Regions from separate parts of the Mus musculus genome. Here region 1 is linked to region 2. The links are chromatin contacts, called in public HiCAR-type maps. All regions are on one chromosome and are shown on one strand. The core of a region is the stretch at or near the end of the contact, and the rest is flanking DNA. Distances in the headings are between cores, read along the strand shown.

Region 1 (5,290 bases), core at 485-2,984, 410 kb after region 2:
CATGGCTCCGGCTGCATATTTAAGAGAGGATGGCCTTGTCTGGGATCACTGGGAGGGGAGGCCCTTGGTCCTGTGAAAGCTTGATGCCCCAGTGTGTGGGACTGCTGGGGGGGTGATGAGGTGGGAGCGGGTAGGTGGGTGGGGGAGCACCCTCATAGAAACAGGGGGGAAGGGGAGTGAGTTAGAGGAGTTTCGGAGGGGAAACCAGGAAGGGGGATAACATTTGAAGTGTAAATAAAATAACCAATAAAAAATTTATTTAAAAAAAAAAGAAAGATGAGTCAACTTTCCAAACATCATCAAACTAATAAAGAATAGAGCTACCTCTGAAACTTAGAATTAACTCCAAAACCAAAGCTCTCCCCATGATACTGTGCTTCTCAATGCTCCAAAGCTCTGGATAGAGCTTTATCCAGAACCATGCTTCTGTATTCTCTAGGCAACTGACCAGACTTGGCCCTTCCAAATGTTGGGGGGAAGGGTCACCATGACCACCACTGTCAGTAACTTAAAGGGAGGTGGGGCTTAGCTTTCTGGTCAGATAAGTAAATTGTTCTTAGAGTACTTACCAAGTTCTCACTACAGTTCTGAACACTTAAGGGAGAATGAAGCGGACCCCATATTTAAGAGACAAGAATAGACTACCATGACTACTCCAAACCTGTCTCCATGATCCAGCTCTTGTTTTCTTCCTGCCTCCAGGGCCGAGGAATCTTTGCCAGTGGAAGTCCTTTTAAGAGTGTGACTCTGGAAGATGGCAGGACATTCACTCCTGGTCAGGGAAACAATGCCTATGTGTTTCCTGGGGTAGCTCTGGGTGTCATCGCTGGTGGGATCCGGCACATCCCAGATGAAATCTTCCTCCTGACGGCAGAGGTACCACTGTCTTTTCTTCCTAGGGTGCTTCTAATCTAATAGGGTTGGTGGATCAACACCAGGTCTTTAAGCCTGGTGACCCCTGGATTCGTCCTCTCATCTCTTCTGCCCACTCACTGCCCCCCAACACTGGCATTAGAGAAGAAACAAGGCTGGAAAGGAAAACTCATAGAACCATGACCAGAGAAATGATTTTGTTTAGATGACCATTTAGAATATCAAGCGTGTCGGAGGAGACTAGAATCCAAGAAGTAAGGAACCCAGAGACCATTGTGTAACAGGCTGTGGCCAACCAGAGGACAAAAAGCTTTGTTTGCCGGTCACAACTACATCCTTCTTGGTCTTGGTGATTTTCTTTTAGAATTCAGGGAGTCCCGTGCTGCTTTGAACATCAGCCATATTTACTATAGACAGAATGAGTCTTTGTTTAAGCCTAGCATTAAGCTTCCTTATGTGGCACAGGTTGCAGTACCTGGGCAAGCTTTGGGATAAGGGGATGGATTTGTTCTGTGATGAAAAAAAAAAATCAACCTATCTCTCTCCCTTCCCCTCTCCCTCTCTCTAGCAAATTGCCCAAGAAGTCTCTGAGCAGCACCTGTCTCAGGGGAGACTCTACCCACCACTCAGCACCATCCGAGATGTGTCTCTGAGAATTGCAGTCAAAGTAAGGGGTATCCTACTTGTATCCCTCTGGCATGGGTAGTAAGGCTCCACCTATTCCTCTGACTTCAGGAGAGCTAAGGGGATGGCAGCCAGGGAAACATCCTGAGCTCCCTGAGCATCCCTGCATGCACACCAAAGACTGAGTGACAAACTCTTGCCTGCTCAACAGCCTGAGTCCCAAATACCCATTCAGGCCAATTCTAGGAAAGCACCCAGATTTCCTCCAAAACATCAGGAAAGGCCACCAGAGGCCATGGTCTTGTGAACCAGAACGTGGGTGGAATTTTTTTCTTAATGAATCATAGTCAGTCATTTATGAGAAAGGTCAGCTTGCATAGCCTCATGGCAAGGACTCGGGCTTTGGAGTCCTTACTCTGGCAATCAGCAGATATCTTTACTTCATTCCACTTCGGTTCTGAAGAGGTCAGAAGTTCCTCTCTCCTGGAGCTCTGGAGACTAAATGTTCCTGCTAAGCATGGCACATGTTTCTTTTCCCTCTTTCTCTCTTTAAGAGGTGAGGAGGTGATCAGGTTCACAGAATATTCCAGACTGTGAGATTATGCAAAAGCGATAGGTTTTCAAATACAGCACAATACAATAAAGACCAATTTCAAATAATAACTATCCAAGCTGGATAATGGATACGTATCATTCCCATTAGTGTATATGGCTTTTTCTGTTAGAATGACAAATAATTTCATAAACTGCACTGCTCAGCAATACATAGTTAGTTGACTATGTATTAAGTCAGCAGTACATGAGTTAGTTGTCCAGGGCAGGCACCCTTAAACCGCAGCTGTAAAGTCCAACAACTTAGTCCCAGTCCAGCTCAGCCACCACACTTCCTTCATTAAGGCTATTTGTTCATAAGAAAATCATCCAGTTCAACCTCTCAGCCAGCAAGGGAATGGCCTCTATTCACATCGCTCTAGGAAAGGGATATAATTACTCTGCTTACCGACTAGGACACTGAAGTACCCATGAAGCCTGACATGGCTGGAAACCCACAGGGAGTGGGAAGCAGGTGAGATAGGCTCAGCCTCTTTTAGCCTGGCCCAGGCATGAGGTATGAACCCTTTATCTCCGGAGCTCTGGAGAGGGAGACTACAAGCCTCTTGGGGGGGAAGTAAGTACTATCTAGAAAGAAAGTTCTAACCCTCCCCTTCCAGTGGTGTCGTAGGTCACAACTGAAGAGAAACACTGGTTCTTTAGGAGATACTCCTTAGCCCCTGGCTGCCAAGTAAGGAGCCTTTAAGACAGACTTACCCATAGATCTAGTTCCTCACCCGAACATATTTTTCCTAGGTCCTCGACTATGCATACAAACACAACTTGGCCTCCTACTATCCAGAGCCCAAGGACAAGGAGGCTTTTGTAAAATCTCTGATCTACACTCCAGACTATGACTCCTTCTCACTAGACACCTACAGCTGGCCTAAGGAAGCTATGAGTGTTCAGAAGGTCTGACGCAGTCTCCAGAGATGGTTTGGGCTGGATGAAGAAATACAATATAAACCGGTTCCAAAATGGCCAGTCTTGTCTCTGTGGTTATATTTGTCATTTGTCTTCCTTTGGGTTTGGGGGTAGATGCTAAGGCAAACAGCGATGATAGCTTTGTTCCTGAAGGCCCTGGAGACTCATTTTCCTATAACCTTTGTCTGAATTCCTTTCTGAATATCTCTTTTACTATTAATTGCTATCTACTAATCAAACCTTCTGGAAATTTCTGCCTAGAACCTCACCTTTGTAGAGGTAAAGGTCTAGATTGGACATGAGTCCTTTTTCATAAGAGAGAAAGTGTTATGTCCATGAAAAAAAAAAGTTAATATAGAAGACAGCATGCTCGGAGGAGAATGGACACTTCCTATAAAGACAAAAAGGAGAGCTGGCTTTGTACTTTGCCCCAAGAATAAAGGGTGGGTTAAGTCATAAACACTCAAGAAATGCAAGCAAAGCTACTTGCTAGAAAATGAGGTCCACTCCTCAGGAAGTTAATCCCTTTCAGAAGAATATATTACCTTCAAGACTCAGTAGGATGTGGGGGGCTGAGTGGCTAGACGTTCATCAAGAGGGCTCACTGCCCTTTGGGTTGTTGAGTACATTCTTTTTTGTCATCACTAAAAGTAGAGAAATAGGGGTGGGAAGGGTCAGCATGCCAAAGACTGAGGAAAAGGAGACGCAGTGAGAGTAAACACCGTGAGGAAGGTCAGCCCCGTTAGATTTAATGTCTAACAAAGACGTGATTTAATGTTCCGAGTTCTGGAACAGATTCTCCTTCCCATCCTTCACACTGGCATAACTGAGCAAGTCAAAGCAGTTTGCTTGTAGAGATGACGTCAGTCTGACCTTGGTGTTTTGGAGGCCAGTTTAGTGAAAACTTCTACCTCTCCCATGTTGAGAAGTACTCACACTCCAAGACAAACAGTAAAGAACAGCTTGGAGCCCCTGCTGTGACCCATCTCATTTCACTGTATAAGTCATGCTTAAGACCTACCCCTGCTGTCTCCTCGGCCAGGATTCCTGCTGCCTATAAGAGTAGGTCCGATTTGACTGTCTCTCAGTTCAAGCCAGGTAAACTATAAAGATCCATGGAGAGAATTTAGCAGATTCATGAATCAATCATCCCTTGTTTGGGTCTTATTCTTCCACTATCAGCTTCCTTTGGTGCTAGTTCTCAGCCAACAATCTCCCCAAAGCATAGACCTAAATGCAGAAAGTAAAACTCTACATTTCTCGAAGAGAATAAAGCAGTCAGTCCTTGTGAAGATCCCCCAGTAATCTCTGCTTACAATCTCACATGCAATGACTGCATCCCTGGGAATACAACTCGCAAAAGATGGAAGACACTGGCTAAGGTCTCCAATGTTCTGATCTATTGCATCAGTCCCACATGGCCGCCAAGAGCCCTGTCGGATTTCTCATTTCCTCAGGAGACACCATCTGCCTAGACCCAGCTTAATCCTTTTTATTCCAACTCCAGAATCAGTAAATATACCCAGAGAAGACAATTGCTGCTTATATCAGAAAGGCTCCCTCCACAGAATCAGATACTGCTAGTCGATATTCTTCTCAGAGTTCTCACATATGGCTTTGGAAATGTCTTCCTGTTTTTTTTTTTTAATTGGTGCAGGTAGTGTCTTGGGGTTCCATCATCTAATCTACTATATCCTATGCAGAGAATTAGAAGTTTCTAGACATAGATTTTCAAAATTCCAGATATATTCTTTTTTTCAAAAACAATTTTTATTAGATATTTTCTTCATTTACATTTCAAATGCTATCCTGAAAGTCCCTTATACCCTCCCCCCACCTTGCTCCCCAACCCATCCACTCCCACTTCCTGGCCTTGGCATTCCCCTGTATATATTCTTAATACCTTAATACCTTAATTGAATTATATTCAAAGAATATTTGGGGGAAATTTTTGTCAAATGTTATGATCAAATTTAAGAAGACTGTTCACATCCTCTTACAAACTGATATGTACACCAACATGGTTGCATGAAATACCTTTTGTTTGGGGGGGTTATTATTTTAACCATTTCTATACATTACTGAATTTTGTGTCTACTCAACCTATTTCTGAAAGATAAGCAGAGTTATGGGAAACTTCAATTTTCCTTGTGTCTCTGACCATATTTACTTTATATCTTTTGGCCCAGTGTTATTAGGTGTACGAAGTTTAGAATTGTTATAACTTATAGTAAACTCAAAACTGTAAACCTTTATGATTTACTTAATAATACATTTG
Region 2 (5,826 bases), core at 1,045-3,544:
ACTGCTACCATTGTTATCACCTCTGCCAGGAACCTGTATCTCAGGATGATTAAGCTCAGAGTCACACCACGAGCAAATGAAAACTTGGGATTCAAATCTACTGGATGTAGTGAAATTATATCTTTTGAAATAAGAAAAATTACTGATATACTACTGAAATTTTCTGCCATAGCCTTTTTGCCAATTGCTTACTTTAAATCTGTGAAGGCATAATTAATTAGGTGGCTCTGCTTTAAAGGACAGCCACATAAGTATGTGACCAGAACTAGTTTTGTGTGCTGGTGCTCCTTAACTTGTAGTGGAGTTATGGCCTGGGAAACTTATTATAAAGCAAAAACTGTAAGTCAGAAATATGTTTAATGCAGTAACTACTGATCAGCACTGTTCAGAGTTGTGACGGCACGGCTGGGTGGGAGCTATGGTAGATGGCAATGATTTGATCACGATAGAACAGCACACCACATGAAGCTAGCCTGGAGAAAGATCAAACTTGCAGAGCAAGAGTACAGCTTTCACTGGTTATGTATTGCTTTCAAACCACTACAAAGATTTTAAAGAAACGGAAATCAACTGACTTAGGTGAAGAACCATCTGTAACAATTTCATTTGAAAATCACGTGGCACATGATTATGAGATGTGTGTGTGTGGAAAACGGTGAAAAGGGTTGAAGGCACCTGTAGATGCAGAATGATATGGACCCCACCACACCTTCCCTCCACTTTTAAACATTCTCCAATCTGCCATTCATTGCTCCCGCAAAGGTCAGCAGTGATATTCTGACTGAGAGCTCCTTGGACTTCAGCTTACCCAGTTAATTGAAGCTCCCAGCTCCCAGCATTCCTTCGTGACTCTGTTCTGTCACTGTACCCACTCTTCCTGGCACTCTGGATCTTTTTAGTCATTGATTTATTCTATAGTCTCTGCTTCTTCCCCGGGTTCAACTCCTACTTCTGTTTGTCTTCTCACACTTTGTTGTAGTGGTTTGGGTGAAAATGGCTCCCATACTTAGTCTCCAGTTGGTGGAACTGTCTGGGAAGCATTCGGAAGTACAGCCTTGATTGAGGAGGTGTGTCACTGAGTGCAGGCTTTGAGGTTTTAAAAACCCATTTCCTTCCCAGTGTCTCTCCTGCTGCCTCATTTTTGTGAATAAGGATATAAGCTTTCAGCTGCTGTTCTAGTACTATGTCTGATTGCCTGCTGCCATGCTCTCTGCCATGACGATCATGAACTCTAACCCTCTGGAAACCTGAGCCCCAAATTGGGTGCTTTCTTTTATACGTTGCCTTGGTCATGGTATTTTGTTATGGCAATTGAAAGGTAACTAAGACATCTGTTTTGTAGAAAATTTCTTCCAATTAAAATAGTCCAATATTAAAATATTGGAAGAAACATGGTGGCTCATTGGGATTTAAAAAGGAAATAAAACTTCCATGTCTCAGAAATCTCCTGAAGCTTACAAGATTCAAAAGGCCCTTTGAAGTAGGAGGTTCTTTGGGACTTAGTAACTTATGTCAAATGATGGTTTGCTGAGGCACACAGGAGAAAGGATGTCTTGCTAAAGCAGGCACATGAAAGAGTGTTTTCCTGAAGCAGACACAGGTGAGAGGATGTTTTGATATAGTAAACATGTGAAAGGACCTTCGATGCAAGCATATAAATATGACTCCATAGACCGTGGGAGACGAGCACCAAGCATTGGTTTGGCTGTTTTCTGCCTCGTTATTCTTTGCTAATGGCGTACATGTGTTGGTTTGTCTTACATAGCGTTGTTGAGCTGAACTTGTGGTACTGCTGCCATTGAGAGAAACCTGCCCAAGAATTGCTCTTGAGGTTCCTGCGGCAGCTTGCTGTTGTCTGCAGCCTTGCCTCAGGCCAGTGGGCGAGCACTGTAGTTTCTTCACCATTGAACTACAGCTGCTGGTTTGTGCCTGGTAGCTGCCTGCCTAGAGAACTGATGTGCAGCTTGCCGAGTTGTATTTGGTGTTTGCTATGGGACTTAACTGATGTTAAAGAAGTTCAAGTTCACCCCCAAAGAACTATTGCTGAACAAGAGTCCACTTCCCCCGTATCCTAATAACTTTTCTCTCTCACTATCTTAGCTGGGTGGTGGGCTAGAGGAGAGGTTGAACCCTTATTAAAAGTATATTGCAAAAAAATATGTCAATAGCTCTTTCCAAAGGTTACACAAGAAGTCACAACAATTTCTGTGGAAAGAAGTCTCTCAAACAGGCCTTCCAGTTGCTCAGGAAACTATGGAAGAGGCTGTTTGAGGTATTACCACACTGTTGGCTTTCGGGCAGTGCAGCAGCGTATGAGTCACCCATGTTTTGTATGTAACCCCACCCACACTTACTATTTCATTTACTTAAGACTTGTGGGGAACTATTTCTTTGTTCTGTTGTTGCTTCACTACGCAGAGGGCAGGATGTGACCGTCCATGTCTCTTCAGGAAAAGTCACAACATTCACTTCCTCCTGTGAAAATGACATCCCAAATCATTACCTTGCCTCTCAATCTATATCCAGGGGTTCTTGACATTTCAGTTCGGGCTCAGTTTTCAGCCATTTACTGGAGTGTTGGAAAGTAGGGGTCTGAGTCTCCCAATGCAAACTTCCCTTTTAATCAAATTCCTGGAGTCTCAAAGATGCAGGTTTCGCTGCACTGTTGTTGAAGATGCTTAAAGATGTTAAAGATGCTTCTTGCCTCCGGTCTCATTTTGAAATCCCGTGCAACACTTTCTAAGATATCCATTTTTGAAAATCTGGATGTCACTACTAGAGCAAAACAGTTTCAATACAGGATGACTACGACAGAAAACAATCTCTGTAACATATCACATTGTTGAAGACATAATTCAAAATTACTAAAAGGTGGAAAGGAAAGGTAGGTCAGTGGGTAAACACATTTGCTGCTAAGCCTGACAACCCTAATTTAACTGATGGAACACACATGGTGGAAGGAGAGAAGCAACTTCTACAAGTGTCCTCTGACTTTGACATGTATACAATGGCACTCATGCACTCACATACATAGGAATACATATACACAAATAAATGGAAAAGTATACCAATCTTTAATTACTACAAAATAATACAAACATGTAAATCATACTTTATAGGGAATGCAATACACAGAGACAACCATTTAGATGAACTAGGTATTAGAATTAGCTAGTAATGATATTAAAATAGCTTATGATAGTTCTGTTCAAAGACTTGCGGGCAATATACCTACCTGCAAAAATGTAAGACTTAGGTTGGGATCTCTCACTGGAGAATAAATAATTTTGATCAAGGAGTGAATAAAAATGTGCAGATAAACAACTTATACAAAAGTAAAAAAAAAGTGATTAATGTACAACTGAAAATACAATATATGAAATAAAGCATTCTCTGGATAAATGGCATAGTAGCTGATAGGTGACACAAGGCACCTGAGAAGAGCTCAGTAGAAATCACTGATTTGTCCTGTTGACAGTGTCCTTGGCTTTAAAGAAGCTTTTCAGTTTCCTGAGGTCCCATTTATTAATTGTTGGTCTTAGTACCTGAGCTGTGGGTGTTCTGTTTAATAAGGTGTCTCCTGTGCATTCAAAGCTATTTCCCACTTTCTTTTTTTATTAGATTTAATGTATCTGATTTTATGTTGAGGTCTATAGAATGGGAATAGATCTTCACTAACCCTATATCCAACAGAGGGCTAATATCCAATATATATATACTCAAGAAGTTAGACACCAACAACCCAAATAATCCAATTAAGAAGCTAAACTGAGAATTCCCAACAAAGGCATCTCTAATGGCTGAGAAACACTTAAAGAAATGTTCGAAATCCTTAGTCTTCAGGAAAATGCAAATCCAAATGTCTCTGAGATTCCATCTTACACTGGTCAGGATGGCTAAGATCAAAAACTCCTTGTTGGCAGGATGTGGAGCAACGTGAACATTCTTCTTTTGCTGGTAGGAGTGCAAACTTGTACAAGCACTCTGGAAATCAAGTTGGCCGTTTATCAGAAGAATGGAAATAGTTCCACTTCAAGACCCAGCTATCCCAGTCCTGGGCATAAACCCAGAAGATGGTCCACCATACCACAAAGACACATGCACCACAATGTTCATAGGAGCTTTGTTCATAATAGCCAGAAACTGGAAACAACCCAGATTTCCATCAACTGAAGAATGAATAAAGAAAATGAAGTTCATTTGCACAAAAGAATACTGCTCTGCCATCAAAAACAAGAACACCATGAATTTTGCAGGCAAATGGATGGACCTAGAAATATCATCCTGAAATGTCTACCTCCTGTAGCCAGACAGGACTCCCAGGGGAGGGTAAAGGACACCAACCCACCTGCAAAGCCTTTTACCCAAAATGTGTCCTGTCACCAAAATGTTCAGAGATAAAGATTGAGCAGATATGGAGGGAATGACCCACCAATGACTGGCCCAACTTGAGACCCATCCCACGGACAAAAGGCAACCCCTGACACTATTGATACTCTTATGCTTGCAGACAGGAGCCTCTCATAACTGTCCTCTGAGAGCTCTCTACCCAACAGCCAGTGGAAACAAATGTAGAGACCCTCAGCCAAACATTAGATGGAGCTCCAGGAGTCTTGTAGAAGACTTGGGGGAAAGATTGAAGAACCTGAAAAGGATATGGACTCCAAAAGAAGACCAACAGAGTCAACTAACCTGGACCTTTGGGGGCTCCCAGAGACTGAACCACCAAACAAAGAGCAAGCATGGAGTGGACCTAGCTCCTCACTCCCCCCAAACACATGTAACAGAAGTGCAGCTTGGTCTTCATGGGGGTGTCCCTCAACAACTGGAGCAAGGGCTGTCCCTGAATCTCTTGCATGCCTGTGGATCCTGTTCCCCTAACTGCCTTGTATGGCCTCCATGAGAGAGGATGAACATAGTCCTGCAGTGACTTGATATGCCAACGTGGGGTGATACCCAGGGGTCCTCCCCCTTCTCAGAGGAGAAGGAGAGAAGGGATGGGGAGCTGTTGGGGGACCAGGAAGAAGAATGTAACCTGGATGCAGAATGAATAATTAATTAACGAAAGAAATTAATGATTTGCAGAATATAGAGAAGGAAGAGCAAAAAATTTAACAGAGTCTTAGCAACAGGGAAGACAATATACTAACATACATATAATTGTTAGTGAGTCAGAACGCCTGGCAGAAGAAATTGTGCTTAAAAACTTCCCAAATATAACAAAAGGCACTCTTGCAGAGTCATGCTTAGTGGATCTCTGAATGAACTAAGTACAAAATCAAGCACCCCAGTTCAGCAGCAAACAACAACAAAACCTGTGGTTGTTTATAATCTTGTGGTGAGAACTAGTATTTCTCCACTGGACACCACCCTCTTTCTTTGGAGATAGACATGAACAAATCACCTTAAGAGCAACATCTTTTCAACTGGTAGTGCAGAAGGCAAGTGACATTGTTGATATTGTTGGTTCTATGACAACACTTTTGAAATTCAAAAGCCAGTCCGAGGGGGCTGTGATGGAAGAGAACAGAGATGGACGTTCAGAATCATTACATATGTCCACTTCCTTTTCCTGCTTACCAGATCTTACCATATCATTGTCCCTATTGGTCACTTTCATTCTGCTGCATATTCAAATAACTTACTATTTTTACTTCATATTGCACAAGGAATACACAGGACATTTAGAAGACATCAGTGATCAATGCTTGTTTATTGAGCCTCTGTTTTGTGCTGGGAATCATACATAATAGAATAATAGAAGGAAGAGGAGCTGAGAAAATGTGTCAGAAAGAGGGCTCCATTACAAAGCCTGAGAATCTGAGA

Evidence for each region. HiCAR-type assays count read pairs that join an accessible place to other places.
Region 1: a HiCAR-type map of fibro-adipogenic progenitors shows a contact between it and region 2, with 8 times the contacts expected there. The contact joins two enhancer-like sites. A contact is called at or near these places in 1 of 39 promoter capture datasets (hippocampal neurons), 3 of 15 datasets of contacts at CTCF or cohesin (the NIH/3T3 cell line, embryonic stem cells and large pre-B cells), 28 of 484 Hi-C or Micro-C datasets (the 3T3-L1 cell line, the HL-1 cell line, adipose-derived mesenchymal stem cells and 17 more) and 8 of 115 datasets of contacts at active chromatin or transcription factors (the 230-238 cell line, astrocytes, bone marrow-derived dendritic cells and 5 more).

Annotation. Positions count from the first base shown.
Region 1 is chr7:89,848,892-89,854,181 of GRCm38.p6, forward strand. It overlaps Me3 (malic enzyme 3, NADP(+)-dependent, mitochondrial), which reads left to right. Exons shown (of 14, transcript NM_181407.4): 12 at 703-876; 13 at 1,442-1,540; 14 at 2,845-5,290. The coding sequence ends at 3,006. Among named protein-coding and RNA genes, the nearest start is that of Ccdc81, 52 kb to the right of the region's middle. Within about 2 kb of position 1,735, at least 24 of the 459 cell types and tissues checked have an H3K27ac peak or open chromatin away from gene starts, as enhancers often do. A contact at or near this core is called in the HL-1 cell line and fibro-adipogenic progenitors, where this site is marked.
Region 2 is chr7:89,443,012-89,448,837 of GRCm38.p6, forward strand. No RefSeq gene overlaps it. Among named protein-coding and RNA genes, the nearest start is that of AI314278, 20 kb to the left of the region's middle. Within about 2 kb of position 2,295, at least 48 of the 459 cell types and tissues checked have an H3K27ac peak or open chromatin away from gene starts, as enhancers often do. A contact at or near this core is called in the HL-1 cell line and fibro-adipogenic progenitors, where this site is marked.